Linked DNA regions of Mus musculus: all the other regions are linked to region 2. The links are chromatin contacts, called in public Hi-C and HiChIP or PLAC-seq maps. All regions are on one chromosome and are shown on one strand. The core of a region is the stretch at or near the end of the contact, and the rest is flanking DNA. Distances in the headings are between cores, read along the strand shown.

Region 1 (7,342 bases), core at 3,229-5,728, 210 kb after region 2:
AAAGTCCAATAAACTACATCTTTACACTTAACTCAGAAAGACAGGTTTAAAAGAAATGGACAGACAGGATGGTTCTTTATATTTTATATACACTGTATTACAGTCTGTGGTACTATTATTTCCTGAAGGAGCAGTTATAGTCAAGCTGGCTCTACTACAACTTTCCTTGGACTGTGGCAAGATTGGTTTTGGGATGGCCCTGCGACTCTGACTGTTAAAAATAGAAGTGAGTGAGTTCTCATCCAGAGATCTAAGAGCTTGTGTATAACTGCTGTGTTCCATTCTCATTGTTACCGAGGCTACTACGATGAAGTCTGTTTCCACAACTGTAGTCAGCCTGGAAGGAATGAAGACAGTCTAAAGAGATACTTGCATCTCTCATTCTATCTGTCTATTGAAAAAATGGAATCCAAAACAAATGGGAATTTCCCCAGGAATCTCCTGATGGAAGAAGAAAAAGGCCCCTGCCAGAGGGAACTTACTTTCCTGAAACAGATGAGACTAGAGCCCAGACAAGGATGGGTCAATGGGGGATGGGACCACACCTTGATTAGATGTGTTTATCCTTGGCCTCCATTTAAACTGTAATTTCACTTTAGAATGGATTTGGGGAATTCTCTGAATTTCTTTGTCATGCTTTCCAATATGGCTACATTGAATAAGTCTTTCTCTGTCTCTCTGTCTCTCTCTCTTTCTCCTCCTCCTCCTCCTCCTCCTTTCTTTTTTTAATTGGCTTACTGAGAACAGGTGGCTGAACCTGTCTTGGGGCACAGCTTGCAAACCCCAATGCTCCTCCTCCCTCCCAAGTTTGATGACACTATGAAGGACTAAGATGGGCCATGTTCTACCGCCAGTCTTTGGTGAACATACGGAGAAGTATGCTCTCATTGTGTTAGCTGCTAAGATTTGGGACTAATTTGTTACTGAACCATAACTTGGCCTGTCATAATAGAAAATATAAAAAGATAGAACTGTTTCCAAGATCTAAGTCAGAGGGAAAAAATATGATGGCATCTGCAAAACCTAGAAAACCTAAAGCATTATCTCCACCCCATGAGCAAACAATATTATTCATCTTTGTTTCCATCCATGGTGTCTAGGTTACATTCAGACAACTGGTCAACCAACATCCTCCGCTTTAGGACTATATATGTTATCGTATATAACCATTAATGTTTCTCCCTACCAGGAACTCAAATAGACTTTGGATCACACAATCATATTTCCCCAGAGAAATATGGTGGGGTCAACCAAGCCTATGGGGGGGGCACACTTTGGCTCAACTGTCTCTATAGACATCACTGAGCAAACTTTAAATCTATAAAATGTTTAACTTTAAGAAAATTACTGGTGCACATCTAATCACTATCTGATATCCCCAGGCACTCTCTAAGTGCTTAGATGTGTGAACTCGTTCACTCCAACTTATATGACGAAAGCATTACCGCTACCCCCCTTTGTAGGGAATACACAAGGAACATTGCCCATACTTGTGAAGGCCAGATGTAAGCATAAGTGAGGAGACCGAGAACTACACTGTTAACTTTTCTAGATGGAAGCTTGAAAGACATGTACCACAGACGAGCTCCTGAAATGTCTGGGCTGTCTTCACCTTTGCTGTATGATAGCAATGTGAAACATCACAGCCGAGAAGGCAGGGTCAGAGCTCAATGTTGCCAGGCACTTTCTGAACTTCTGTCCTCAGATAACTTAATATCTCGCTCCAGACTCTCAATGCTGCCAGTAAGTGCTGTGTAATCAAGGACGAGCTGGATGACTTCCACCAAGGGTTTTTTTTTTTTTTTTTTTTTTTTTTTTATAAGCTATCAGATCTGAACTTAATTAATCTACAGCCTGTTTTCAGAAATGAGATTCTCTAGTAATCCCAAGAAGAAAATGGTTTCCTTTCCCCTGTTTCCTATGAAAGTTATTATATTTACCAATCATTTAATTTATCAGTGTTTCACAGGCCAGTGACCAACATGAAATTAATCCTGTCTTAGGAAGACTGGGCCTGGGAACAAGGAACAAATTATAGCAGATAGAACAGGGGCTGTGTGGGGGGGGGTTTCTTTGTTTGTTTGTTTGTTTGTTTGTTTGTTTTTTGTTTTGTTTTGTTTTTTAGAGTACCAAAGGCGTTTTCCCTGTGATATTATCCATTACCAAAGAAGAGTGCAGAACATTTTGCTGGTTGCTAAGAATTTCAATGGGCTGAGAATTTTTAGGGCCTTGCTATTTATATGTATGGAGACAGCACAGATGGCTGCCTTCTCCCTTCTTTATCTGTAATACAGATCTATGAAGACGAAGGAAAACAGGAACACCATAGAAATGAACAGAAGTGGGACCAGAAAAGGGCAGCAGAAGATGCCCTGGAAATGTTCTGCATCTGTTAGTGCTCCCTGAACATAAACAAGGTGCTCATGTGGAGCTGACGGTCTGAGACTCAGAAGGGTCTGGTCTCTGGTTTCCGTCTTGAAATACTTAAAGTTTTTATTAGTTGCAGCAAAATACAGGAAACCCTCTCCTCCGTGTTCTTGTAAAGATTTCATTTTTTATTTTATTCATGTGTATGTCTGTGCATAATGTGCATGTGGTGCTCAGGGGGACCAGAAGAGGGAGTCAGATCCCATGGAATCAGAGTTACAGATGGTTGAGTTACCATGTGGGCACTGGGAACTGAACTCAGGTTCTTTGCAAGAGTAGCTCTTAACTGCTGAGCCATTTCTCCAGCTCTAATTCCAGCGTGTATAACAATGTCTTTCATTGCTGGCTTACAAAGTGCAGATACATTGGTTTTGGGGCAAACTGCTCTCCTCATGACACATGGGAGGCCCAAAAGAGAAAAAGGAGTCTCCCTCAAGGATGTGTCCACAATTGTGTAACATCCTCCAACTAGGCTGCACCTCTCAAGAGTCCCATCATCTCCCAAGCATCCTACCAGCACAGACAAAACCTCTACTATACTGATCTTTGAGAATTCTGATCTAAACCATGTCTAGTGAAGGTAAGCCAGGCTGGGACAAGCAGGTCATGCCATGAACCCAGGAGTCCTTCCATGAAAGCAAGACTCAGGTGGCCAGATCTGCAGGTGCCGTGCTGAGTGTCTTTTCTCTTTCTCCAGAACACTCGCTCTGTGACTGTATTCCCTGCCTGCTCTCCTCTGAGCTGGGCAAAGTGTTTTTAAGTCATTATAAACAGTACTGATTTGCAAGAAGCAATAGCCTGTGTGTCTCAAGGGAAAAGTCTACAGTCAAAAAACCCAATGCTTCATAAAAAAAAGGCTTTACAGTGATCTTGTTCCCCTGCAAACAAGGCTCTACCCTGCTGGAGGCTCCTACTTCTCTGAGCGGATCTCTGGCTCCTGACAGTGGGGACCACCTTGGAACTCAAACTCTCTGAGGTGTTCAGAAACACAACTCATTTTTTAAGCTTTCAAGCTCTGCGGCCTTAGCCATTATAGCAGAAGGAAAGAGTGTGTGCAAAGTTATGGAAAAGAAAAAAGCTAAAGCTTGTGGTATGTTCTGAAGTCACTGGAGGGTCGTGGGAGCACGCAGATGCTTCTGTCACTCAGCGCTGATGTTCTGCCTTTGAACTACTAGGGCATTACAGGAGAGAAGCTAATCTTTTGTGGCCAGCACAGCTTGCCTGTGTTGATAAGTGTGATTAACAACACTAAAGTCAAATACATTAGCAAATGCCTTATAGCTGCCAGGAACGCTCATGGCCACCCACGCTTCACAGCTAAATAAGAAACACAAGTTTCAGGAGCCTGGGATTCCTAGATCTGCTGTATGTACATGCCTTCAGCTTTGATTTTCAAGTTGGTTTCAATCAAATCGGAGAGCGCTATTGTTAGAAAGCAGCTACATATAAACTGCCACATGAGGAATGTGCTTTTTTTTTTTTTGTTTGCTTGTTTGTTTGTTTGTGAGAGATGCTTGCTTGATTTTCAGAATCTTCTACGGAATCTGCAGGCTTCTCTAAATTTAAAAGTAGATTTTTAAAAAAAATCTAGAAACTTCTTTACACAACCCAGTGCTTGAGCCTAACCCTCAACCAGAAGTCAAAAGTCAAAGGCTCTCTAGTGGTGAAGCAATAAGTCAGTCAGTGTTCCCAGCAATGGAAAGGGCCCAGCTTGCCCAGGGAGCACCCTGAACCATGTGACCAGAGGCTTTGTTCTTTCTTAACTGAACCTTCATTGGCATGTTAGCTAAAGCAGGCCCTGTGCTTGAGGTGATAGCAGAATTTGTCTTTCTCTGCCCAAGATAAAGGATATCCCTATTAAAATCTTGAAGGGATATAAAATTCAATTCTTACAAGTCCTGGGTCACTAGAGAGTAAGGGAGGAGAGGAGTAGACAGAGTTAGAACCGGGGTGATTGTACATGAAGGGAAGGGTGCAGGTTCCAGGAGGGGTTGATCCTGTCTTTGCCTTAAACACATGAGACTGGCTTGCCCAGGCAGGGAATTTACACTTTCTGCCTCGCCGTGGACTTTCCCTGTTTTGCATGGCTGAATGCCAGAGCTCCAAGTGCACTCCCCACTACGAGGCACCTAAAAGAAACGAAAAGCCAGCTCCACGAAGCACTAGATGTGTACGAGAAAAGCTGACTTGATGGACAGATTCTGTGTGTTTGTTTGTTTGTTTGTTTTTAATCATTATATATACTTTAGGGTCTTTTGAAATGGAAAAACTTTTTATATTAATTTCATGTATGTGAATGTTTGGCTGCCTGTATGTATATATGTATGTATGTTTCTATATTATATGCATGCAGTGTCTGAGGAGGCCAGAAGAGGGCGTTGGACACCCCCCCCCCCCCGAAACTGAAGTTATAGATGGTTTTGAACCACGGTGTGGGTACTAGGAACTGAACTAAGGTCTTCTGGAAGAGCAGCCTGTGCTTTTAACTGTTGAGCCATCTCTTCAACCCCATGAAGTCATTCGTGTACCACAGAGTTTCATTTTCTGACTTTCCATATATACTAGTTAGTTTAGTTGATTCAAGCTAGAGTCGTTTGGAGGGAAGGAAATAATAGTTGAGAAAATGCTGCCACTAGATTTGTCTGTGGTGTGTTTTCATGATCGATGACTGATGTAGGAGGGCCTAGCCCACTGTGGACAGAATGACACCAAGGCAAGAGGTCCTGAGTTGTGTGGGAAAATATTCTAAGCAAGTCATGGGGAACAAGCCAGTGGGCCGCATTTTCCCATGGCCTCTGATCAAGTTCCTGCCTCTAGGTTCTTGCCCTGGCTTCCCTCAGTAATGGACTTACAAGCTATAAGGTGAAATAGACACTCTCCTCCCCGGATTGCTTTTGGTCATAGCCTTTTATCTCAGCAACAGAAACCTAAGACACTGTACCACTACCCAAAGCAGTTGATATTTTGCTGACAAGATTATTTTCAACATGTCGCCCCCTTTCTTTCTGGGTACTCTAAGCCAGCTTACACTGTGTAGTTTGTGGACTTTTACACATATATTATAATAGAAGACATATGTGTCCAATGGAACGTCCTGCAGAGACACAAAACAGCATTGAGAAAGAAAGAAATTTAGTAATGGGAAGGATGGGAAAGCTTGTTTTATGAGTTGAGGAAGGTAAAACACTGACCGTGGGATCTAGGGAGCTGGTCTTTGGAGCACTCTGTTGGCGTGGCTTTGCTTGGTTTTGAACGTTCCGTGACATGCATGGCATGCTACCGAAGTGTGTCTGGTAACACACCTCACCTGGTTCTGCGACCCTAAGAACCACAAGCTGCGACCTGAAGATAGCTTTCAAGATCCTGGAGAGTATGGGAAGTCCCCCAGGCGCCACCTGTGCACATTCCCACCAGCCCGCTGTTCCTGCAGGGCCTAGGTAAACGATCATGGGGTGCCGGCCTCTGGCACACCCCAGCTTTCAGTCGTCACAGCTCTTGGCCTCCATGACCGTAAACAGGACTTGTGACAGTAGAAGACAGCATGTCACATATGGAGAGTAAATGAACAGACGGGTGCTTGTGTATGCGTCTGAGTACTCCCTCAGTCACTGTCTGACCCACTAGGAGATGGGTCAACTGGAGAACAGCACAAGTGTTAAATTACCAGCTTTGGGTGGGATACCACTCCACAGAGGCACAGGCCTGTTTCTAATGGCATTCGGGAGCAACACTACCTCCTTGGCCTGGATTTCCAAGACCCACACTTCAGACTAGGGTAGGTGCTTAGTATCCACAGATCTAAGCTGTGAGCTCGCTTATTTGTTTATCTGAAAAACTCGGAGATACATTGTTCAAAAAACAGAATAAGGCTGAGAACAATAAAAACAAAAACACAAAAACAAAAACAAAAACAAAAACAAAAAAACAACAACCAGATCTCATTTAGGTGGGAAAGAATTCTCTGATAGGCATATAACATGGTTATATATGTGTGAATGTGTATATACGTATATATTTTACATGCATAAAATATGTGTGTTTATATGGGATATCAAGACTCAGCTGTGTGTTTATGTGTAACAAATTCAAGGCATACCAAATTCGTTTGGGGGAAATCATGCAACTAGTAGTTGTAAATAATAAAAATGGTCTGTTAAATTTTTAGTCTGTATTCCGAGGTATTGAGAATTTAAAATGAGTGTTATTTTAAAATTTTGAACATTGAATGTATTATTTTCATTTTAAGACATTCTAAAGAAATATTTCAAATATTGTTTTGTCAGTTTTTTAAATGTGCCTGATGTTCTTTGAAGATAAAAAATAACTCATTAAAAATGAACACTCCATCCTATAGGAGAACTATATATCTTTACATTTAATTATACCCATAGACTATAACAGAGATGTGTGTTATATTTCTAGCATTTGTTTTATTTCTAATTCATTAATTACTTAGCATCTAAAAATCTAATTGTGATCAAAATTAACATCACCTCTTTGGGCTCTCTGGTCAAGCAAAATGGAACTTTTCCTGGCTTTCTTCAATATCACGTGGGTTTCATGTCCCTTCTGTCTAGTAATGAACTAAAGTGACCAACCTGGTCTCACACAGTTGGCCATGAAGAAGTGGTAAGGGTCAGCTACTCCCTTGGAAACCTCACAACCAAATCATACAGATACCCAACAGGTCCAAATCCCTCCACACATACAATGACTTCACTTGTTTACTTGACACAGGATCTTACTCTATAGCGCAGGCTAGTCTAGAGCTCTCTTTGTAGCCCAGGCTGCCCTGAAACTCACTTTGTAGCCTTGCTGGTCTGGAACCTGTAGCAACCCCACCTCGGTTTCCCATGAGCTACCACCGTGGGCTGATTCAGGCAGTACTTAAGCAACCGGGACTGTTATAGCTCAT
Region 2 (7,803 bases), core at 2,895-5,394:
GAAATCAAGACTTAGTAAGCAGTTTGTGCTAAGCAATTTGCGCAGGCGGGAAGTAAGGTATACAGATAGCAGAGGCTGTGGTGTGCGATCCTCCCCACACCACCACACCAGCTCAAAGGGCATGGGGGATTTTTCTGATTCCTCTTGAAAAAGATAATGCATGCTATGGTAAGAGAAACCAATTCGAAAAGACCATACGATTCCAGTGTCAGGAAATTTTGGCCAAATTGGGAGAATTAAAAAAAAAAAAAAAAAAAAAAAAAGGTGAAGACAAGGACTGGTAGTCAGGGCACAGAGGATTTTTGGGGCATGATTGTACAGTTATGGAATGTGTCACACATTTCTCAGAATCCTCAGAGGGACCCAGATGTGAACGATGGGCTTCTGTGACCTTGATGTGCTAATGTAGGTTCATCATACAAAACAAATGTGCCACTTTGTTGGAAGAGAAGGATGGTAAGGCAGGCTAAGGGAGCCACTGGGAGCATATGGGAAAGAACTGTATCTTCCTCTCGGTTTGGTGTGAAAAAGGGTTTTGAAATGTATAATTTATTTCTTAAGTGCTTTCTAAATTAAAAGGGAAAGACAACTAAGACAGTGCACTTGAAATATATTCGCCGTGACCCCGTGCTTCCTTGCTTTTTGGTGTAATAATGTCAACTTTTACATTTAGTTTCCCTCTTGGAATTTTCCTAGCTCCAAAAGAAAGCATTTGCTGCACATTCATTCTTTTTATTTAGACACAAAATGAAAGTTAGAAAGGAGAAAGTCATTATCTTTAGTGTGATGCTGAGTCCACTCCTCACTCTCTCCTAAGGGAATGTAATTTATTAAAGCAGCACTTGGCACCTCTCTTAGCCACTCTCCGAATAGCTTTATAAAGAAAAAAGAAAAAAAAAGGAAAGAAAATGTTCCCTTGTTTTCACAGTAAGCTCTTCATTATCTTGAGGCAGATAATTAATTATTTCTAAATCAGCTAATTCAGGATGGGAACAGTAGCTTTATAGGTTATTATATATATAAATAAATAAAAGGTTTTAAATTCCCTAGCTCCTAAGAAAAACAACTGAAAGCTAGTCTTGTTTCATAAGACAGGTTCTTGCTTTGTACTACTGAATGGCTGTCTGCCTGAGGCTTTGGAGTATGGGATTGCAGATGTGATCTTGTAATTAATTGAAAGCCTTGCCCAGGTTCTCAATCAATTCTTCTTGACACAAGTAATGGAAAGTGTGTGTGTGTGTGTGTGTGTGTGTGTGTGTGTGTGTGTCTGTGTGTGTGTCTATGTGTATTCACAGACAGACAGACGACATGGGAATCTATGTGGCTTATGCAAACATTTTACTCTTCTCTATTTATTGCCAATATGTGTCCTGAGCATCTTGCCAAGACTGTCATCTGTAAGCAGGCACCAGGCAGGTAGGCAGACTTGGCAAATGAACACTTTCAGTGTGGTTCTGCCTGTCAATCTTTGAAGATTTGGATCCCGAGAGGTTCCTTTTCTGTTTCTCCTATTTCAAAGATAATTTCTTTTGAATCAGCTCCTTTCTGGTTGCTCTGACCCTACATGAGCTCAAGGCTTTTGTGAGAGAGAAGATTGCAACTGCCTAGAATTTTTTAAAGACAGGAAACAAATTTTTCCTCAGTGATTTACATCAGCTTGTTCCTACAGTTGTTAGGATCAGAGCCGAGGTTCTAGAAGCCCCAACAAATTAGGCTTGGCCACCCATCCTCAACAAGCCAATTCAAAGGAAAAGTAATAGGGAAAAGCAGAAAAGGGAGATTTATTCAATGTGGTAATACATTAGGAAGAGGATCAAAGAGGTTCAGCACCCTACCCCTGCACAAGCTTATCTTTGGGGTTGGGATGTGAGTCTAGTGTTTGAATAGAGGGAAGGGCATAGGAATGACTATGAGATCCAGTGAGGTGTGCTTCTGCTAATCAGCAACCTCTCAGGTCGTGTCTCTTGGTTTGACAGTGTCAGAACTCTGTGAAGTCTCTTTCTGGAGACAAGCTCACTCTGGTTGGCATCAGGGACCCAGTCTGTTCCTTTGCTAAGACCAAGACAAGTGGGGGAAATCCCAATTGGGGGGTGGTCTATTGTTTCATCAATCTAATAGCCCAAGGGAGGAAGATACAAGTATCCTTAGAATATCTTCATTCTTGCCAGGGTGATTACAAGCCTTATGTGAGCTCACTTGTGTGTATAACTGCCATTTTCTTAATTTCTCAGCTAGCCTGCAATATTTCACCTGCAGTGTATCTGGTGTGTAGAATCCACTGCCCTATAGGGCATGTCTGATGATCACGTACTTGTTTCTGAATGTAGCCTTGGCTGCCAAACAAAGGGCTCCTTGTTCCATCCAAATACCTCTGACAGGCCAAGGCAGTGCTGCCACGAAGCTATCACTGGGGAGGATGGAGATTATAGGTGTTCGGTCTTTATTACTTGTATTAGTCAGAGTTCTGTTACCATTACAAAATCATCAACTTAAAAAAGAAGGAAGGTTTACTTTACATGTGTTAGTCCCCTGGAGTACATGAATCTTTGCCTTATAGACAGAAGAGAGGTGAAAAGGAAGAGCCAGGGGTCCTAACATTCCCTTCCCGGGCATGCCCTTCAAATGACTCTAAGTTCCCCCAATGAAGCCCTACATTTCAAAGTGTCCAGCAACTTCCAGGGCACCACATCCTGGAGGCCAAGACTTAATTACACAGATCACTGGGGAGCACTCTTCCCAGGTCTATTGATATTCAGAGTTTGATATACTTTCAGTAGATCATGTCTAGAGTGAAGAATATCTACTTCTAGTTTTCAACACTCTTTGTGTCATTGAAGGGTGGTAGCTGATGAATAGCTAGAAGGATAAATGAGATACAGAGTAGATCAGGACTAAAACTGAGCTTAAACACTTCTGCCAAACAACAGATGACAGCTTAGAGATATCCTGCACCGTGTGTGCCTGGCACAGGGCCCACTTTTCTAGAAGGGACAAAGACATCTTCTGCTCACCAATGGGTGAGTCCTGAAGGTAGGACATCAGACAAGTCATGTTCAAGTCTCTATGAAGTGCATTACATGGGCTGTTATAGGCTGTAAAATGGCTAACAGACAGTCCAGACCATGTTGACAGAAACAAAAGAGAGTCCAAGGTTTGTGCTTTGTGTGTGTGTGTGTGTGTGTGTGTGTGTGTGTGTGTATAGGTGTTTGTGTACATAGAGGCTACAGATCGATATAGGGTATCTTTCTGAGTTGATCTCTGTTGAAATAATTTTAATAAATATTTTAATAAATAAATCCTGGCATGGGGTTGCTTCCTATCTCAATGGTTTATGTTTCCAAATCTCTCTCTCTCTCTCTCTCTCTCTCACACACACACACACACACACACACACACACAGCCTTTACATGTAATATGCCTTAAGCAGCACAATAGCTTGGCAATTACCTAACCTCCCTGTTATTAGAATCTACCTCCCATTGATAATTCTGAGTTACTACTTATAAATTTCTATGTTCTATCTTGGCTGATCTTGACCCAGTTGAGCAGCCCTTTGGACTGGTCCTCTGGCCCCCTTACATGGCAGCTCTGCTCCTCTCTCTTGTCCACATCCTAGGCTTGGCATCTCTCCCTTCCTTCTCCTCATTGTGGTCCCAAGCTGGGGAAACCTAAAACCTAGCTTTCTCTTCTCCCTAGCTATTGGCTGTCATCTTTATTTACTAATCAGAATTAATTGGGGGCAGGTTCCCACAGCTACATGCAGACCTTCTCATGCAAACTTATTTTGGGGACCCCATTAGCATTAGAATACAAGCACTTAGTTACAGATCTTCTCTATACTTCTTGAGGCAGTCTCTCTGTGAGCCTGGAGCTAGGCTGGTAGTTGCAACCCCGAGAGATCTTTCCATTTCTGCCTCCCAGCAGTGAGACTACAGATACCTGTTGCCACGCCTAGGGACCTAAACTCAGGTGCTTACAATCAACCAGGAAGCACTTTATCTACTGAGCCATCTCCCTAGCCTTCTTGGCCTGTGAACTTTTTGAGTCACAGAAGCCAAAGCCAAGAGGTTTCTGGCTGAGCGTGTGACAATGCCACTTTGGCCTGGCCCCGTGTCCTTGACTTGGAAGAGCGGCCCTGGCACAGAGTCAGGACCGTGACTCATGAGTAGCTTTGGACTAATGTTCTGTTCACTTACTCATGAGGATAGAGTGGGTAGGACCAGGTGAAATGGGGAGCCGTGTTCTGGGCATCGAAGACAGGGAGAGTGCCGACTGCCATCAAGAACCTGCATCTGCATGCATGCACCTGAGTCCTGAGCTTCCATCTGGCTATGCTCAAATCTCTAAGAACACCGTGTGATGACCTCAGCTCATCCAGTCTTCTCCTGGTTCAGCCTTTGGTCAACTCATCGTTCAGCCTCCAAACTGGGGGGGGGGGGGCGGGGGGACAGGGGTGCCCTAACCCTTAAATGTGCGTTTTCTGTCACCAAATCCATCTCATGCTCATTTTTAAAACCTTATCTCCTGTTAATTCCATCCTTTGGTATCCTGCCTGACACCACCTTGGCCTGAGCCCCCAACCCCACCCCACCCCCAAACCCCCACCCCCGCCACCTTGAAATTGCAGCTCCTTAAAGTAGTTTTCCACCACATGGCCTGCACATGTCACCCTAATGCCTGGAAAAAGGAGAAAGAACGCTTAGTAGTCCACAGTAATTTTGAAGTCAGTCTGGTTATAAGGAGACTAAATCTGATCCCAGGTCTGTTCTATGGAAAAGTCCCTCCATGTCATTGTGTTGCCTTTGGTGGAAAATCAAATTGACTCTGACTTGACTTAGTGGTTCAGCCACACCACACTGTGTTTGGATCCTTAGGTATTTTTGAGGCCTGCCCCTTCGCCCCCACCTCTGATAGCTGTAGTCATTTTGTTCCATGCCTGCCAGCTATTTCATACTGTTGTTGTAATATGTGGACCAGTTATTGACACAGAAAAATAACTTGATTCAGTGCAAGGTCATGCTGATTACATATCCTGTTATGAGGTTTGTTAATCGTAAGAAATGCCACAAAGCTTTACATAGGACAATATGAACTGTTATGCCTAAAATGGCTTGAGTCAGTGCTAACCACCAGGCAGCACTTCCTGCACCTGCATATGGGCTCACCATGGGTTTTGCTGTTTTAGCCTTTATAAGCCGGCCCTGAGAAATGTTCAGGGTCCTAGCTGAGCCCCCAAATTCTGATCTGTGGCCCTGATCAGTCAGACTTAGGGTGTGCATTCAATAAACAATCCCTGTGTGACTGAGGTCAGTGTTTGTGCACTTTGTGGGACATTGTTGGACCACAACACTATTTACTAAACCTCTTCCTATTTGCATCAGTTTTGCACCTCTGACCTGGCATTTCCCATCTTCTCTCTGGCTCACTGATCCTCGCTGGCAAGGTTCAGCTTAAATGTCTACAAGAATGTATACCTTGCTCAGACTTCTGGCTGCTCTTCTTATTCTCCTGCCTCTCCTGACAGGTTTGCATTCTTTGGCTTCTCTGAAGTAAGAAAAAATTCCCCCCTCCACAGAATGTCTAAGGTGATTTTAAGAAGCAGAAGGTGGAGTTGAAAGACCTCACAAACTGCTTTTCCATTAGGACTTCTTATTTTCTCCTCCAGTACTGTTGGAGGAAGCTTGGACAGAGAGGCCCAGGTCTTGAGCGATGATTTTTCTGTACACTGGAGGCCTCCTCTGTTTAGGGAATTTCCTGGGATCTGATCAGAGATGGTAAGGAAGCATTCAGGCTTACCGTCTTGTTTGGCATTGTGATGAAATGGGAGTTAGAGACTGGGCAAAAGACCCTGTGTCTTATCTACAAGAGAGGCTGATCCAGAAATGAGCAGGGAGAAGCAGGGGGAAGCCTTAGGTTTTACCCTGTGAGAATCTCCTGCCTCTTGTTACTTCTTTCTTTTCACTTCCTGTGGTTTAAGCACATTAGTCCCTGCCTGGACTCTGTAGTCATGGAGTTCAGATGGTTTGTGTGTGGTCAAATGGTCGCATAATTGAGGAAGAGTGAAACATATCTCCTCGGCAGAGGAAGCAGGGTTGCTTTGGCTGCCAGGTAAGGCAGAGGTTCTGAAGAAATGTTTCTGTGCCTACAGAATGGCCCAGGAGTCTGAGACAAGGGCAAACTCCGTTTCTCTAAAAGGTAACCATCTTCAAGGACAGAACGTCATACTTGATACTGTGCTCTATGATCAAATCATGACCAGCTGCTCTAGAACAAATTCTTCTGCTTGTTGCCTGCAGATTTTGAGACTGTTGCCATAGCTAAGATGCACTGAGCCACAGCTGTGTGAAACAATTTAACATCTGTTTCAGGAGCACAGCTCACTTGTACAGTGTGATCAAAGATATGCAGTCACAAGCCTCATAGAGCCTCTGTACTAGGTACATTTTCCCTTGAAATCAGCCCAGCTGCCAAACATACTTTGCCTCTGAATTATTAAAAAGAATTCCAAACATAATATTTCAGAAAATCCAAATCCCCCCTTTTCTCTCTTTCTCTCTCTCATGCATGCATGTGTTGAGTGTGTTTTCATCCTATGTGCTTGTGGAGGTCAGCAGACAACCAATGGGAGTCAGTTCTCCCCTACCACATGGGTCCTAAGATAGACTCCCATTATGTGGCTTGGCAACAGGCAGCTTTACCCATCAAGCCTTCCTGGCAGGCCTATCGGAAGAGCAAAAGGCTTTCATTCTGGTTTGGTTTATACCCCTTGCTGATTGTACAATTTTCCTCCATTTTTGACTGGACAGCAGCACCAATAACTGTAATAAATTCTCCACACCCTAGACTTGTACAGCACCTGCCTAAGCCAAAAGACACGCTCCAAACCGCAACTGGCAAAGATCAAATATATCTGAGAAGAAGAAGACATTTACATGCATACAGTAAAGTGGAGAATATATATATATTCTAATACATTGGAGTCCGCCTGCGGAAATCTACTGAATACTTGCTCTGCATGGAACCTCTCAAGAGTTGCTGATCTGCTGATGGGGTCCTCAGTGTAGAACTTACAAACATTATCAATAAGTTACCCAAGAAGATTGGAGAAATGGTTTGCTGCATTCCAAGTTTCTTCACTGTTTATCTTCTGGTTGTGAACCAGTGAACCAATGATTAAGAACATTTGGGCCACTGTTGAACATTATCTTCTGTGGCTTTTGAATTGGGCAGTGCTAAAACAATCTTTTATTGGTTATTATATTTATTTACATTTCAAATGTTGTCCCCCTTCCTGGTTTCCCCTCCGCAAACTCCCCATCTCATCCCCCATCCCCTTTGCCTCTATGAGGATGCCCACCCACCCATTCCCACCTCACTGGCCTAGCATCCTCTTATGCTGGGGTATCAGGCCTCCATAGGACCAAGGGCTTCCCCTCCCATTGATGCAAGATAAGGCAATCCTCTACTGCGTATCCAACTAGAGCCATGTGTCCCTCCATGTGTACTCTTTGGTTGGTGGTTTAGTTCCTGGGAACTCTGGATGGTCCAGTTAGTTGATATTGTTGTTCTTCCTATGGGGTTGCAATCCCCTTCAGCTCCTTCAGTCCTTCTCCTAACTCTTCCATTGGGCTCCCCAGGTTCAGTCCGATTGTTGGCTGTGAGTATCTGCATCTGTATTGGTAAGGTTCTGGCAGATCCTCTTATGGGACAACTGTACCAGGCTCCTGTCAGCAAGCTCTTCTTGGCATCAGCAATATGTCTGGGTTTGTTGTCTGCAAATGGGATGGATTCCTAGGTAGGGTG
Region 3 (7,750 bases), core at 4,142-6,641, 170 kb after region 2:
CTCCAGTTATAGTCATACTCCAAGCTACTGGGGCTTAGGACATCGGCACACAAACTTAAGGGAGACACAGCAGGTGAAAACCTTAACCAGGACTATATTGTCCAGTTTCATGTTATATTGATAAGTAGAAGGAAAGGTCATTTTTATCGAGTGTCTTGCAGTCTTGTCTTGCAGTCTCCATTACTAGTCGCTTTCCTCTTTCCCATCATTCAAACCCACAGAGCAATCATGAAGGTATCTCATAGACACTGGACACCCCTAATCCAAAGGTTTGACATCTGAACTGAACCCCAATCTGATGGTCATTGAGCACCAAGTGGAAAATTCTCACTTGGCCTCAGGTGACAGGACACAGTCAACATGACCACACACTGAAAACATTGTATACGATTGCCCTCCGGCATAAGAAACATAAATGAATCTGTGTGCTAAAACCAAGGCCCCATCCCCAAAGATATCTCACCGTGCATATGTAACTATTTCAAAACCTGCAAAACAAGTGGGAATCTGAGACGCTTCTGGTCCTGAATATTTCCAATAAAGGCCACTCAATCTGTACCCCACCACCACCACCACTTTCAGAAGAGAAATCCGGGAATAGTGACTATAAGTTGAAAGACAATGGATGGAAGAATAGTTCTTAAAAACTTACCTGACTCCTTCAGTCCAAATAAGAGTGATTCCCTGGACTGATATGAACGCCCAGGTTTAATTTTACAGGAACTTTCCAACTCCAAATGTTCATGTAAAGAAGTACCTAGGAAATAGCATGTAAAAATGTGCAGAAGTTTTGCTTTTTAAGTTCATTAGAATGGAGCCAGGCAGTGGTGGTGTACGCCTTTAATCCCAGCACTTGGGAGGCAGAGGCAGGCAGATTTTTAAGTTCAAGGCCAGCCTGGTCTACAGAGTGAGTTCCAGGACAGCCAGGACTATATGGAGAAACACTGTCTCAAACAAACAAACAAACAAACAAAGTTCATTTGAATGGAAAGCAAAGGTTTCTGCATGGCATCGTCTTATATATGTATCATTATGCCTTGCTCTCATTTGTCCCCATGCCCTTTGACCTCAGCTCTGCCCCCTTTCTCATGCCCAGTTGTTTTCTTCCTCTTCCCAGTTAGGTCCCCCTTCTGCTGTCTGGTCACACGAATCCCATTGCCTTCTGTGTCTTGCCTTCCTGAAGATCTTGTGCCCTCCTTCCATGGACTACCCTGTAGTTTCATCTCACATACATGCAAACACACGTGCACACATATGTGCACACATATACACATGCATACATAATACACTCACATGTGCACACATATATACACACATGCATCTGCACAAACATATACACATGCACACATACACACTCTGTCTCATATACATACATACAGATACACACACTATATATATATACACATACACACACACACACACATACATACACTGTCTCACACACTCACACATACATATGCTATCTTAGTCAGAGTTACTATTGCTGTAATGAAACACTGTGACCAAAGCAACCTGAGGAGGAAAGGGTTTATTCAATGTACACTTTCCCATCACAGTCATCAAAGGAAGTCAGGGCAGGAACCTGGAGGCAGAAACTGATGCAGAGGCCATAGAGTGGTGCTGCTTACTGGCTTATTACACATGACTTTCTCATGTTGTTTTCTTATAGAACCCAGGAACACCAGCCCAGGGGTGTACTTATCCACAATGGTCTGGGACCTCCTTCATTAATCACTAATTAAGAAAATAACTAACATGCATGCCTATAGCCCTATTCTTATGGAAGCATTTTTTTTAATTGAGGATCTGTCCTCTCAGATGACATTAGCTTGTGTCAAGTTGACACAAAACTAACCAGCACACAGACACACATGCACATACTCAACCATACACATACTTTTAAGTCCAAGTACCATATATAAGGGAAACATGGTGTGTTCCTGATTCTGACTTATTTGGCTGAATTGTAGTGAATTTCAGTTTCATCCATTTTTCTTGCAAATGTCACAATTTCTTTTTTCTTTTTTCTTTTTTTTTTTTTTGCAGCTGAATAAAGGTCCATTGTGTATGTGTATCCTATTTTCAATGTCCATTCGTTCGTTTATTAGTGATAGCTAGGCTAGTTTTCTTTCTTCATAGCTGTTTTGAACAGTGCAGCAACAAGCATAGGTATAAAGTGTCTCTGCTAGATGTTGATTTTGAAGCCTTTCTCATATGACCATGCGGAGGCCATGGGGGTGGCGGTGCTGCTTACTGGCTTGTCCCCATCCATAGTGGTCAGGGCCCTCCCTCATTAATCACTAATTAAGAAATAGACCATGGCTCCTCTATTTGTAGTTTCCAGAAGGCTCTCTAGACTGGTTTACCTAGTGACTGCATGGGTGGTGAGTCCCTGCCAGTGGTAAGCATGCATCTATCTGCCTTTTCCCATGTTCCAGAAGCATCTGCTGCCATTTGTTTTATTGGCGACAGCCATTCATCCTCGCTGGACTTAGATGGGATCTCCAAGCAGTTCTAGTTTGTGTGTCTCTGGTGGTTGAGGATATTGAATATTTTTTGAGTATTTATTGGCCATTTGTATCTCTTTTTAAGACCTGTTCTTCAGTTCATCAGCTCACCTATTGATTGGAGGATGGTTTAGGGCTTTTTCCTGTTTAGTTTTTGCAGTTCTTTCCAAACCCTTGATATTGATCCCCTGTTTAATGTGTAGCCAGAAGAGACTTAATGCCCAGTTGACAAATTAAAAACTGAGCTCTGTTTTCCATGCTAATTCCAATAAGTTTTTAAAAGATTTTAATAGTTTTCTTCGCTTAAGACTGTCATCCCCATTAATTAGAGAATATTCTTTATATTTATTGTATCCTTCAGCTAAGAAAAAAGAAACAGGAATATGATATTTGTTGAGATTTATTCTTAGAAGTAAATTTATTGACATTTTGACAGATACAACGTATGAAAGCTTCTGGTTCATTGATTTTTTTTTAAATAGAAAATATATACTTTTAATCCCCTCAAGATAGATATTCCTAAAGACAGAAAATCAGTACATACAGCCTTCTGCATTCATTATGACATAATGTTAATTTTGAGCCTTATAAAACCCTTATTTTATAGGATGTAATATTTGACGTTTACGTATGACATGAAATGAACCCAGAAGGCTATGCAGCATCCTCTTAGTGGCTTGACAGTTGGGGGAACAATTCTAAGCTCATTGTCTCATTGAAGACATACCTGTGTAAATATATTCATGTGTGAATACATCCAGGTGTGAATTGGTTTCACCGTCACTGATTAGGAAGCCTTGCTCCCTACAGTCTGTTTTTGTGAGACATGAAAAACCATGAATAAGTCTTTCTAGTCTAAAATGTTTCTGAAAGCTAGGGAGTACAGTGGAGCTTCCAGGTCAGCACCAGCTTGTTTTATCCATGTTCTAGAACTTGAGTGTGTGGTGTCTTCAGCAACAGGATCATGTCATTGAGATCTTGAGAGTTACCAATGGCCTTGGTGGGACAGAGGGACATCACTGACCAACAATCCCCAAAGAACTATCTTGCTCCTGGCACTGGTCTTTTTTTTTTTTTTTTTAACTTGTTAGCCTGTGGTGTGTAAGAAGAGCACTGTTGGCCCGTTACAAGTTTAAACGTTCCTAATCTCATTTCCCCCAAATCATTGCTTTGCAATGGAATCCTGTGGCACAGAAAAGCATACTTCCATGACTGGTTCTGTGGCGGGCTAATGTAAACTCACCTGACAGAATAAGGACGCCTGGCAGCAGGCACCTGCAGTGGTCAAACATTAACTAACTAAGACAAGAAGTTGTTTCAGAGTCCACATTTCCCTCCTCCCCTGCCTCCAGATTCCCAGCCATGGTTTGCACGAGGCTGCTCTGGTTCTGTTTCCTTCATGTGAGCCTTTCTCCTGTGGCTCTGGTCATTGTATTGTTGGTTACCTTTTCAGAGCCTGCTCTGGACACTGAAGCTCATCAGTGCCAAGAACGACAGAGGGTGTAGACAAGGTCCTTTCATCTCATTGACAGTCACTCTTCTTCAGTCTGCTTGAGCCTTGCAGGTGGACCCATAGCCTTGGGGGGAGCCCTGCTTCACATTACCATGCTGTCATAGCTGTAGAAAAAAATATTCAGGGTGCCATGTGGACAGGCAAGTGATCTGCAAAGTTTGCTAACATCTGTATGCACGAAGATGAAACATTCAGACTGGAGTCAGCCATTTAGTCTTTATATTTCCCATTATACATCTTAAGTTTTGGAGTACTTCTCATTTCTAAGCTTAGCAACAGTAGTCTCGAAGCTACCTTCTAGAGCCTTCCCAGGGTTAATCTACCAACTGTCTTCAAGGAGTCCAGTGTGGTTGGAAATGATTCTCCTATTGTGTTTTCATTAAGACCTGAGTTTACCCTTTTGGAAAATAAGCAAGATTGAGCCTCACACCTTGCACTCACCCCTCCCTTTTCTTAGATGCATAAATGAAGGCTCTATGGTGTTAAATGAACTTTCCTGATGTCCCACAGCCAGTGAGTGCTTGAACTGTACTCTGAACTCAAGTCTGGGTGAGCTAAGAGCCCATGTTGCTCACCACTGCCAATCCCCATCCTCCTTCTAATTATAAGTAGACATTGTTTACTTGGACCCAAAGATGGTTTGAGTGTTTGTTCTTTGTCATTATAGACACAGTTGGCCCCTCCTCCCCTCTCCCCCCATTGCTGGAGAACATCATTCAGCTACAACCAGCTTGTGACCACCCTACACTAACACCCTCTTTCTGCCCTCCCGCTGCCTTCCCAGAGTTGGCTGCTCTTTATCAAGAACTCTGCGTCCAAAGTAAATGTCAGGACAGCAGGACTTCTTGCCAGAGGCTGGATAGTGTGGTTAGGTAGGCCCTGGCCCAAAAAGAGGGAAAAGAAAAATTTCCTCTACCCTTGGCCTAACCTTCCCACTTTCTACCTTTTAGAATGCTGCCTTTCTCCATAAAAAGTGCCTGGTGGAGTGCCCAGCCTCCCCTACACTTCCCCAGGGGCTCCCAGGCTGAGACTCCTGTGCCTTCACAGTGGGTCTTTTCAGACAGGAGCTGATCACATGGGACTTGAATTGAGCCTGTGCTGGTCTGGGGACAGCAGCCCTCAAAATCCCTGGCTCTATAATGCTGAGAAAGAGTGACTTATAAGAGGGTCCTGATTTACAGAAAGAAGTCTTGTGTGGAGGATTGTTTTCCCCCTGCACATTGGACAACTCCGACCTTATTCCAGAATGGTCCCAGTTGTAGCTGCCGAACAGTAGCTCGTCAGAAGAAGCAATCAGTGCTCTGCCAACTTAGACTGTTTGAGAAATTTTGCCAGAAGCAAAACAGGATCAAAAATAATAAACAGACCTCCTCCCTTGCCGCACCACCGCTGTTTACATGAGGAGACTGGTAAGCTGGCTGTGCCACAGAGCTCTCAGGGGAGGGTTTTTTGTTGTTGTTTGTTTTGTTTTTTCTTTTAAGCAGAAAAGGTTAAGTTGAGGAGTGCTCTCTTGTATTCATTTTGAGATTGTTCCAGGCTAGTCAAGGTTCTAAAACAACAGACAGCACTAAGGAATGTCTGTCTTCCAAATACAAGTTACCTGTTGTGGTGAGGCATCCGCAGGGTAGAAAACCCAGGAGTGGTGTGAGCCTAGAGAAGGAAGGCTATGTTTTAGGAGGAAAGACCCCACCAGTGAGGCAAGCTCAAAGAGGCAGGAGGCCTGGCTTTTAGGATACTCTGTCCTAGGTAGGGAGTCCCAAGTGCTTTCACTTCCCCACCAGACCACTGTCTGGGGAGGGGGGGATGGTTGATAATGAGATGGGAGGATCAGCTCTTGCCCATCAGCAGTGTTACTGAGGGGGAAAATGAATGAAAAATTAACTGAAATGAATGTGTGGTACTCCAACTCTTGATTGGCTCTCCAGTAGGTCTCTGCTATAGGGATCACTGGAGAGCTTGACTCTATTCTCTGCTGTCCTGGGTTAAGCACAAAGCTTGCTTCTATTCCAAAACCAGTGATTCACAGAACTCCCCAAGGACCTGGAAAGAATGTGCCACTTCAGCACTGGTTTGTTTTAAATTGGTTCCCAAGTCATTCTCCTAAATTCTCAGCTTCCTTTAAAATTGTTTTATAGGCTTAATGTATGATGAGTAACTGTCTCACTCACTGAGGTCATTGTGAATTCTAATTTTCCCCTCTCATTTCTCATGAGCTCTGAAGGGTCACGGACATCATTTGGTACTTTTACTTGACTAAGCATTGTTTCATCCTTCATGAACAATTTCCTGTAACCATTAGCAAAGCAACACCTTTTAAAACAGGAGATATTGTGTCACAGTGTGAGGGACTGTGACAGGGCAATGTAAAGGGTAGGCTTTTGGGTTTATGGAAGGCCAGCTCACTGCCCAAGGCTAAGATCCTGTGCAGTGTCGCCAAGCAAGTTGGGAGGCCTTTAGGCATGTTCTCAGATCTTAGCTGCTTGTACGACTTTGAGGGGACAAAAGGAGGCTGGGGTTACACTGCCCAGATGGTTTGACTCTTCATAGTCACCTCCTAGCTCAAGTCTTATGAGAGAAGAGCAGAAGACAGCAAACACACAGTGTGTAGACACATCTCATTCTGTACTCTGTTTCAATATCCGTTTTATTCTATTTGCTTTAACTATTTGTTTGCCTATCCTGGCTGGATTTGAGGAGACAGTCACTACTTAGCAAGACTCAAATGAAGTCTCTGAAAAGTGCTCAGTGCATCTGGTTATGGTTTGGAAAGGCTGTGTAAGTCTGAATTCAGTGGCGGGAACTGGAGGGAGGACATGAACAAAGACCAAAGGGGCCTGTTTGGTGGAGGAATACCTAAGCTCATGGCTTGCCAAAACCGTTTCCTTCACCTGGGACTTCACTGACTTCATCCCTGCTCTCCAACGTGAGAATAGCATCTACCCATGTCCATGTCCACATCCATACAAACACAAGATGCCTCTCTCTGGGTTTCCCAACAGCCTTTGTCTTAGTGGAATACTTTTTTTTTCCTTCATAGCTGGATCTGCCTGGTGCATAGACATTTAAATACATTAGCATGTTTGTGATTGATATTAGCAATTTGGCTTGTGTGCTATGAAGACTTCAGAACCTTGATTTAACATGAAGCACCAAGAGGCTGAGTCTTTTCTGAAATTTCTAGTGTGTAGGTAATATGCATCAGTTAAGGCCACCAGCCTTGTTATTTTCCAGATGGGGTTCAAATCCAAGTCTTCATACTTCTTAAAGTGATCTTGAGTATTTCCCATGATCCCTGCAAACTTGTTTCGTAAGCTATACAGAATACTGATGATGGCTACTCCATGCAGTTGTGAGAATGAAGTATTCCCATATACACACATATGAATGTTCACTGTAAAAAGAAAAGAAGGTATAGCACTAACAATAAGCTACAAGGTCCATTCTTCTATCGATTAGCTACTCATGGGGTAGATTCAAAAGCCAGGCTGTTCGTAACTACACATAGTGGAACTTCAGGCCACAGTCATAGGAGACCTAAAGTTAACCCATGTGAAATACTCTCAGAGGAAGGAAAGACATATAGAAGAACAACTTAGAAATTACACTTTTAAGCAAGGAGTTTCCTAGTAAAATGGATTCAATTTCTGAAAGTATATAGCTGTCAAACTACAGTTAAAATAGGCAATATTTTTGTACTTTAACAAGATGAAACCATATAAGTACAGAGCCG
Region 4 (7,412 bases), core at 4,041-6,540, 250 kb after region 2:
TCAAAAGTCATGGCATATACTGGGTTTAGACTACAATCTGAATTTCAGCATCCATTGGGACTCTTGGGTCATATCCCTGCAGGTAAAAGGGTACATCTCTAGTCCAATGTTGAGGTCTGTGGGCCCTTTTTTCCACTGGCATTCTTGGGTCCCACCCCCACATATCTTGTGTTTTCAGCAAGAGAGCTTCTATGAGTTGACCCATTCCTGGAGCTGCTACAAGGAGAGGTGAGGGCTGAAAATGGGAACAAACAGAATAGCCCGATGTGATTTTAATGGCACAAAATGATTTTGCATAATACATTGATGGTTACTAAGAGCACATTAAAGAATAAATGCCCACGGCTTTCTTCATCAAGTGTCATTTAAATCCCATTAGATAGAGCCTTGTGAAATGGCACTGGCAATATGACTCCCTTCTAATTTTCCTGTGTTTTGGCCACTGTGAAGGCCCTGGGGAAATAGCGTTTGTCTGATAGGCATTAGAAGGAACAGTGGGTGAGCCACAGACATTGTAAGGTGCCTCTCCAACTCAGCTCAATGGTCAAAGTGAAATTTCATGGTGGGAATTATACAACAAAGATATATAGCTTTGTTGATGGTTGGTGGGTTTGTTTTGCTCTTTGATTGAGATGTCAAGATTTTAGGCCAGCAGCCACACTCCCTTCTGCTCTCCTCATATTTTCCTGCCAAGCTGCCTGAAACTGGGTGCATATACAAAGCTGTTATGCCCTTTAGATGAATTGAATCCTTTATCATTACATAATGACCTTTGTCTCTTGATAGATTGTAACTCTCCCTGCTCTCCCAGTTTCCACTTGTCTAACATATTAGTAACTCATCTCACCATAGTGACAAAATTCCTGAAAGAATGAATTTTAGAGATCTGCTTGGCCTCACAGTTTGAGGTGATCCGGTTCGGCACGGCGGAGAAAGGCCTGCTCATATCGAGACAGTCTGGGGAACACAGAGGTCAATGGAAAAGAGGCTGACCTATAACCCTAGTGCCAACCCCACCCACCCATCCCCCAGGGACCCACCCCCTGCAGCTCGGTACCACCTCCTAAGGTTCTACCACCTTCCAAAACACCACCACCATGTGGTGACCAAACATTCATGATCCCTTAAGGCACGATTCCCATCCAACCATAATGCAGTGTCCTTTCTATACTCTCATTTTAAACCTTATGTGTCCTTATAACCAAAGAAGTCCTCCAGTAGGAAAGTGTCTTACTGAATGAATCTTACTGGAGAATGCAAAGGGACAGTGAGTGTTTGGTAGACATTTAGGCAAACAGAAAGGCAGCTGTGTATGAAGAGCAACTGTCTAAAAGACCTTCTCACTGTGGCTTGGTGAGTGGCAGTTTCTAGTTTGCTATCATTTACTCCTTGCAATTCAGTGATTTGAGTATGAAACCTTAAACCTTGTCATAAGAGGGTTAAAAGCATAGTTCATTTGAATGGCTAACAGAGACTGGTTCTAATTAAGGTTTGACTATTTGTGTTTGTGTATGAATGGTATTTCAGTTCATTATCAATGTTCCTACTGGGGGAAAATAAAGTGGTTTGGAGAAACTTTATGTGGAATCTCTCTACCTTGCCTCTGCCCATCCCTCCTCCTGGCCATAGTTCTCAGTCCCAGAGATTTTTCTAGACAGATCCCTGGCTCTCTAATTTCCCCACATCTTGCTATCATTTAGTTCCAGGGGTTTAATGTCCTATGTTTACCTGAATTCCCAATTCCCTCCAAATCCCTGTATGCTGTAAAGCACCTAACTTGTAGGTCTCCCTGTGTCTTCATTTGCTGGTTCTCTGGTACTTTCTTGCTTGAAGCTATGATTTAATCATAGCACAAACAAAAGTAAAACAGAAAAATGCATAGGATTGCTATGATTCACTAGAAAATGTAGGATTCTTTGATTCCTTACCCACTCATATAACTGAGCTTAAATTAAGCGAGTCTGGAAATCCAGACTGTTTTCTCATGTCGGCCCTCTGTTTCATGCTGAACTAGGCAGCCGGTCTGCAGCTTGAAACTGGAGATGAATACGCAATCCATGCTGGTCAGAATTAGCAGAAACTTCTCAACTCAGACAAAAACCAGAACTTGAAGGTTTTCTGTCCCTGTTGTGGGAACAGATTAGGGATACTGACAGAAGGAAGCACATCTTTAGGGGCTAAGATCTGGCCTTTGGTTTGTTTTCTTAATATAAATTAAATGGATTTGTCACGTCAAACATGATGAGCCTTTATTGTGAGAGGGCCCAGTCTCAGGCCTGTGGCCCATGTTAGATGGGTTTTGTGCAAAGGATTCAAGAAAGGTCTTTACTGGAAGTTTTGTCTGCAGAGGAAAACAAGCGGAAACTCACTGACGGAGCACCCCGTGGTCTAGGAGAGCTTTGGTTGGGATATTTCCCTGGGCTTTTTACTTCTATTTGGAGAAGCTGAACTTTTGACAGATGGACTTCTTTTCCCTAGGCTGATGTTTATCTAAGAGTGTGGTGGTTGAGAAATAATCCAGAATTCACAAGGTCAGAGAATGGCCTGGTTTACACACGGTCCCTCCGCCCATCTCACCCCAGATTCCCTTAGGGAGGGTTGCTGGTGTATCCATCCCACAAATTCTCACCCAAAGGACCCACCAGCCTCTTGGGTGCGGCCCTCTCCATTCTGGCAGCTCCATTAGACTCAGGCCTCAGGGTCCTCTTACCTCTGCACTCTGAGTTTGAAATCAGTCCAATATTCTTGACCAATGAGTATCTTCATGCAGTGCACTGGGAATTAAAACCATCGGTAAGACTGGATTTTTGTAATGCCTCCGTTTGTGAGAAAATAGACTACTCCATTGTATTTTTTGATCCTGAATGGGAGAGTTAAAGTAAAGCTAAATAAATAATCTCAGGCTTATCTTGGAAAATTGTAAAGGACCCATTAAAAAGAGGATTATAATTATTATAATAAGCCATTCTTTTCCTCCCTAGTCACCTAGTTCCTTGGTACATAAAGATGGTATTTTTCCCTAGGGGACACTCAGCCTTTGTGTTCTGCCCTGGGAGGTTGGTTATCATCCATAACTATGGCTCCACAAGGAAGATAACCCAAGCACACACAGAACGGTGCTTCATGTGGCCTGCACAGTCTCTGCATCCTCCTTCTGGGTAGACTGACTTTCGCCTTGTAATGACTTGCACGGAACACACCAGAACGACTGAGGTTGTCACACTCACGATGTTCTTTTTCTTGTATGTTTTAGAAATTGAGGCGAAGGAAGCATGTGACTGGCTCCGAGCTGCCGGGTTCCCGCAGTACGCTCAGCTGTATGAAGGTATGTGAGCCTTTCTCCGTTTTTCACAGAGAGAACTGACAACTGAGACCCTGCCTGGAGGGAGGGAGGGAGGGAAAGGAAGGAAAGGAAGGAAAGGAAGGAAAGGAAGGAAAGGAAGGAAAGGAAGGAAGGAAAGGAAGGAAAGGAAGGAAAGGAAGGAAAGGAAGGAAGGAAAGGAAGGAAAGGAAGGAAAGGAAGGAAAGGAAGGAAAGGAAGGAAGGAAAGGAAGGAAAGGAAGGAAAGGAAGGAAGGAAGGAAAGGAAGGAAAGGAAGGAAGGAAAGGAAGGAAAGGAAGGAAAGGAAGGAAAAGGATTGATTGATTGATTGATTGATTGATTGCTATAGTTTAAATCTAAACAATCCCCAACTCCTATTCTCTACCAGCAATTTACTAATTAGGAAGGGAAAGCCCAGGACATTAAGCGATCTCGTCCTAGTTAGAGTTTCTGCTATTGTGACAAACACCATGACCCAAATAAGGAAATGGTTGTTTCAGCTTACAGCTCTCAGGCCACACTCCTTCCCTGAGGGAAGGCAGGGCAGGAACCTGGAGGCAGGAATGGATCCAGAGGCCAAGGAGGGATGCTGTTTATTGGCTTGCTCTTTGTGGCTTGCCCAGCCTGCTTTCTTATAGCACCCAGGACCACTAGCACAGGGGTGGCCCCACCCACAGTGAGTGGGAACCTCCCACATCAATCATTAATCAAGATAATATCCCACATATTTGTCTGCAGGCCAATAGCATGGAGGAAATTTCTCAGTTAAGATTTCTTCTTCCCAGACATGTCTCTGTGTCCAGACAAAAGAAAAACAAGCAGCTCGCTGTCCTTACATGGATGGATGGGAAATTAAAAAATCCCAGCCTTTCTGATTCTTGATGAATCATATATACATATACATATGATGCTATAGGTACTATGAGATTTAATGTGAGCAGTCCATAAGTATCTAAGATGTGCTATAGCTCAGAAACATGTACATGCTACATGGTATACATATATATATATATATATATATATATATATATATATATATATATATATACATACACACACACACATATATATATCACATAAATATAATGAAAACAGCAGAGCTTGCTCTGTAACTGCTATTATTCAAAAACCAATATTCAGTGAATACTCACACTTCTGCCGTAAAGTAGCCTTCATGACTGTGATACTTACTTTACAGTTGAGGGAATGTTACTTGCCCAGAGCAACGCAGCAAAGAAGTAGTGTATACTTAAAACTAGAGTCCCTGGGCTCCTGTTTTTGTTTTTGTTTCTTTAAGATTTATTTGTCTATTGTATGCATATGAATACCCCACCATTGCTCTCTTCAGACACACCAGAAGAGGGCACCAGACCCCATTACAGATGGTTGTGAGCCACTATGTGGTTGCTGGGAATTGAACTCAGATCCCCTGGAAGAGCAATCAGTGCTCTCAACCACTGAGCCATCTCTCCAGCCACCTGGGCTCCTGTTTCTGGGTTTCTCGCTGTGATGTATAATCACGTGACAGGAGAGTGAGGTGCCGTTCACTGGGGACCATGAGAGATTCAGTCACTGGGAAATACTTTGAGTTCATCCACTTGAGTGGATTCTTTTTTATAAAGGCAAGGGTTATGTCTTCCAATTGGAATGTCTACAGCTAAGTAAATATGCCAGTATGTTTAAACTTTTACTGTGTAGCCTATGCTCTAAAGAGAAAAAGATGTGTGCCCAGGATGGGGGGAAGTGTCTGCTTCCAACCCAGAGGAGGATTTAGAAACGTTAGCTTCATTTTAACTGGGAAGACATGGGGCATACAAAAGAGGAAGCCATGGCTGTCCCAGTGACCAACATGAAAGTTGACCTTGGGCCATTATGTCAAGTGATAGCAAGAGGTTTTCCTATGTAAAAGAGGGACCTAAAATGAAAGCCATATTCCGGATTTTGACAGTTACCACCCCAGTTGGCATGAGTCCTCTTTTGGGGAACAGTCATGGGCTAGGAATCTCTTCTTTTGTGGCATCAATTCAGGGACTTCAAGATGACTGAAAATTTTGCTACCAAAAGAAGAAAGGGAGAAAGGGAGGGAGGGGGGAAAGAGGAAGGAAGGAAGGAAGGAAGGAAGGAAGGAAGGAAGGAAGGAAGGAAGGAAGGAAGGAAGGAAGGAAGGAAATCAGATCTGGGACTATTAAACTTGGGCTGTTTTTGGAAATGTCCTTTTTGAAGGAAAAAACGTTTGCTAAACTAAGAATTCTATGAAGTCATCTGTCCTGTGGTGAATAGGAAGAATGCAGGAGCTGTTCTTCATGTCCTCCTGAGGAATGTCAGATAAGGATGGGCTTAAAGGGCCCTTGGCATGCAATCCTGCCCAAGGTTAAGATGCTTGTTTTCATAGTTTGCACTTACACTGCACTCTCAAGAGCATTTTCTGTGAATAATAATAATAATCTGTGCTATTTTTAAATGCTGTCAGCAATAACAATAAGCAGTAACTGTGATTTAAGATTTAGGAATTAAGAATGGTGATTTGTGCAGAACCTGATGGCCTGAGTTCATGCAGCCAAAGGCATAAGCCTCTGTCTTCTCCTTTCTCTCTCAGATTCGCAGTTCCCCATCAACATTGCGGCCGTCAAAAAAGACCATGACTTTCTTGAAAGGGACCTTGTAGAACCTCTTTGCAGGTAAGCCAGATGAGTGAAGTATCTTTGGTTTTGGTTTCTTTCCTTGGTCTGTCTCTATTTTGGGCAGCACAAAGTTAAAGGTTGACATTAACAACTTTGGAAATACGTTTATTGTGGTCACTGTTGCTGGTTGGTCCTGGTACCCTGAGGATGCTCAGTTCCTGTTTCTGTAGAGTTTAAATCTTAAACAGGGACTTGGGGGGCACTTCAGACATTAGATTAGGAAAAAGAGTAAGAGGAAGAGAGAAGAAAAGACAGAAGAGGAGAGAAAAAAGAGAAAGGGTGGATATTTCAGAGTATTGTTAAATGCCATTTTTTAAATGTGAGCTAATGATTAGGACAGTAAGGAGACAGCACAGTTGAGGTGGCGGAAGGATTCAGGAGGGTCGGTCATCTCAAGTGTTGTCAGGGCAATGTCTGAGATGCCCTTTGAGGATGTTCAACCTGACCTAAGTTTTTTTTTAACATATATAAAGTCAAGTGGTTATATCTTCAAATCAGAATACGTAAGGCCAAGTAAATACACTGGCAGATTGACTTATTTAAACCTTTCTCGTGTAACGAATCTTTTAAAGAGGCAGAAATGTATACATGAAGAATTCTCTCCTCTCAAGCACTTCGCAGAGTAGTTGTAGAAGCCTGGGTGAAGCAATGAGGCATGAGCAAACGAACAATAAGAAACCATTGAACTTGGGCTCATAATTGTAAAGATCCGACAGAATCTGTATTTTAGATAATCAAATTCCGCGTGAAAGGTCAGTTGTGTCTATAGAACTTTGAAGTTGTGTGGCTAACACTCTGGGAAGAGGTCAGAGCTAGGGTAGGTGTCAGCGCAGGACACTTTCAGTCTTCGGGCCACATAGAGAGGACTTGGTGATCCTATACTGATAACCTCAGTCCACTGATCTTCCTTATATGTCCTGCATTTGGTAAGCATGACTATTTAATGATGAGCATAGAGATACCAAGGCATTCCCAAATAGTGTAAATAATCTTAGGTATGCTGGATCCCTGACCTCAGGTTTTGTGCTCTGAGCTTGCTATATGATCAAAAAAAAAAAAAAAAAAAAAAGATTTGTGTTCATCTCTGCTATTCACAAAGACAGTCCTGTGTGTCTGCTTAAGTTTAATGTATCAAGCCTGTCAGTTTAAAAGAGGGAAGAATTCTGAATCATAAACTTGGGCTGGCTGGCTGGTTAAATGCACTTGCCACCAAGCATAACTACCTGAGTTTGATTCCTGAGACCCACAAAGTTGGAGGAGAGAACCAAATCTCGAAAGCTGTCCTCTGGCATCCATACATGCACTATGGCATGTGTGTGTGCGCACATGCACACATACATACACACACACTAAAATACATAGATACATACATACGTACATACATACATACATACATACATACCTAAAATC

Evidence for each region. A called contact is a pair of places that touch in the nucleus more often than the background predicts. HiChIP or PLAC-seq counts read pairs in DNA pulled down with a chosen protein or histone mark.
Region 1: a contact with region 2 is called in an H3K27ac HiChIP or PLAC-seq map of hepatocytes, with 4 times the contacts expected there. The contact joins two enhancer-like sites. A contact is called at or near these places in 2 of 15 datasets of contacts at CTCF or cohesin (both in the NIH/3T3 cell line), 2 of 484 Hi-C or Micro-C datasets (embryonic fibroblasts and liver), 2 of 115 datasets of contacts at active chromatin or transcription factors (a beta-TC-6 cell line and hepatocytes) and 2 of 9 other capture datasets (adipose tissue and embryonic stem cells).
Region 3: a Hi-C map of liver shows a contact between it and region 2, with 2.0 times the contacts expected there. The contact joins two enhancer-like sites. A contact is called at or near these places in 3 of 484 Hi-C or Micro-C datasets (the MC38 cell line, liver and nephron progenitors) and 1 of 115 datasets of contacts at active chromatin or transcription factors (neural tube).
Region 4: a contact with region 2 is called in a Hi-C map of Sertoli cells, with 2.1 times the contacts expected there. The contact joins two enhancer-like sites. A contact is called at or near these places in 2 of 484 Hi-C or Micro-C datasets (Sertoli cells and liver), 2 of 115 datasets of contacts at active chromatin or transcription factors (bone marrow-derived macrophages and intestinal crypt epithelium) and 2 of 9 other capture datasets (adipose tissue and pancreatic islet).

The regions. Positions count from the first base shown.
Region 1 is chr5:151,132,442-151,139,783 of GRCm38.p6, reverse strand. The region is part of intron 1 of Stard13 (StAR-related lipid transfer (START) domain containing 13); the gene reads left to right. Among named protein-coding and RNA genes, the nearest start is that of Stard13, 54 kb to the left of the region's middle. Within about 2 kb of position 4,478, at least 42 of the 459 cell types and tissues checked have an H3K27ac peak or open chromatin away from gene starts, as enhancers often do. A contact at or near this core is called in hepatocytes and liver, where this site is marked.
Region 2 is chr5:151,343,157-151,350,959 of GRCm38.p6, reverse strand. It overlaps a transcript of Stard13 not described here. Among named protein-coding and RNA genes, the nearest start is that of 1700028E10Rik, 22 kb to the left of the region's middle. Within about 2 kb of position 4,144, at least 40 of the 459 cell types and tissues checked have an H3K27ac peak or open chromatin away from gene starts, as enhancers often do. A contact at or near this core is called in Sertoli cells, hepatocytes and liver, where this site is marked.
Region 3 is chr5:151,172,287-151,180,036 of GRCm38.p6, reverse strand. All of the region lies in intron 1 of Stard13 (StAR-related lipid transfer (START) domain containing 13), which reads left to right. Among named protein-coding and RNA genes, the nearest start is that of Stard13, 14 kb to the left of the region's middle. Within about 2 kb of position 5,391, at least 79 of the 459 cell types and tissues checked have an H3K27ac peak or open chromatin away from gene starts, as enhancers often do. A contact at or near this core is called in liver, where this site is marked.
Region 4 is chr5:151,091,334-151,098,745 of GRCm38.p6, reverse strand. It overlaps Stard13 (StAR-related lipid transfer (START) domain containing 13), which reads left to right. Exons shown (of 14, transcript NM_146258.2): 2 at 3,254-3,325; 3 at 5,918-5,999. Among named protein-coding and RNA genes, the nearest start is that of Stard13, 95 kb to the left of the region's middle. Within about 2 kb of position 5,290, at least 22 of the 459 cell types and tissues checked have an H3K27ac peak or open chromatin away from gene starts, as enhancers often do. A contact at or near this core is called in Sertoli cells, where this site is marked.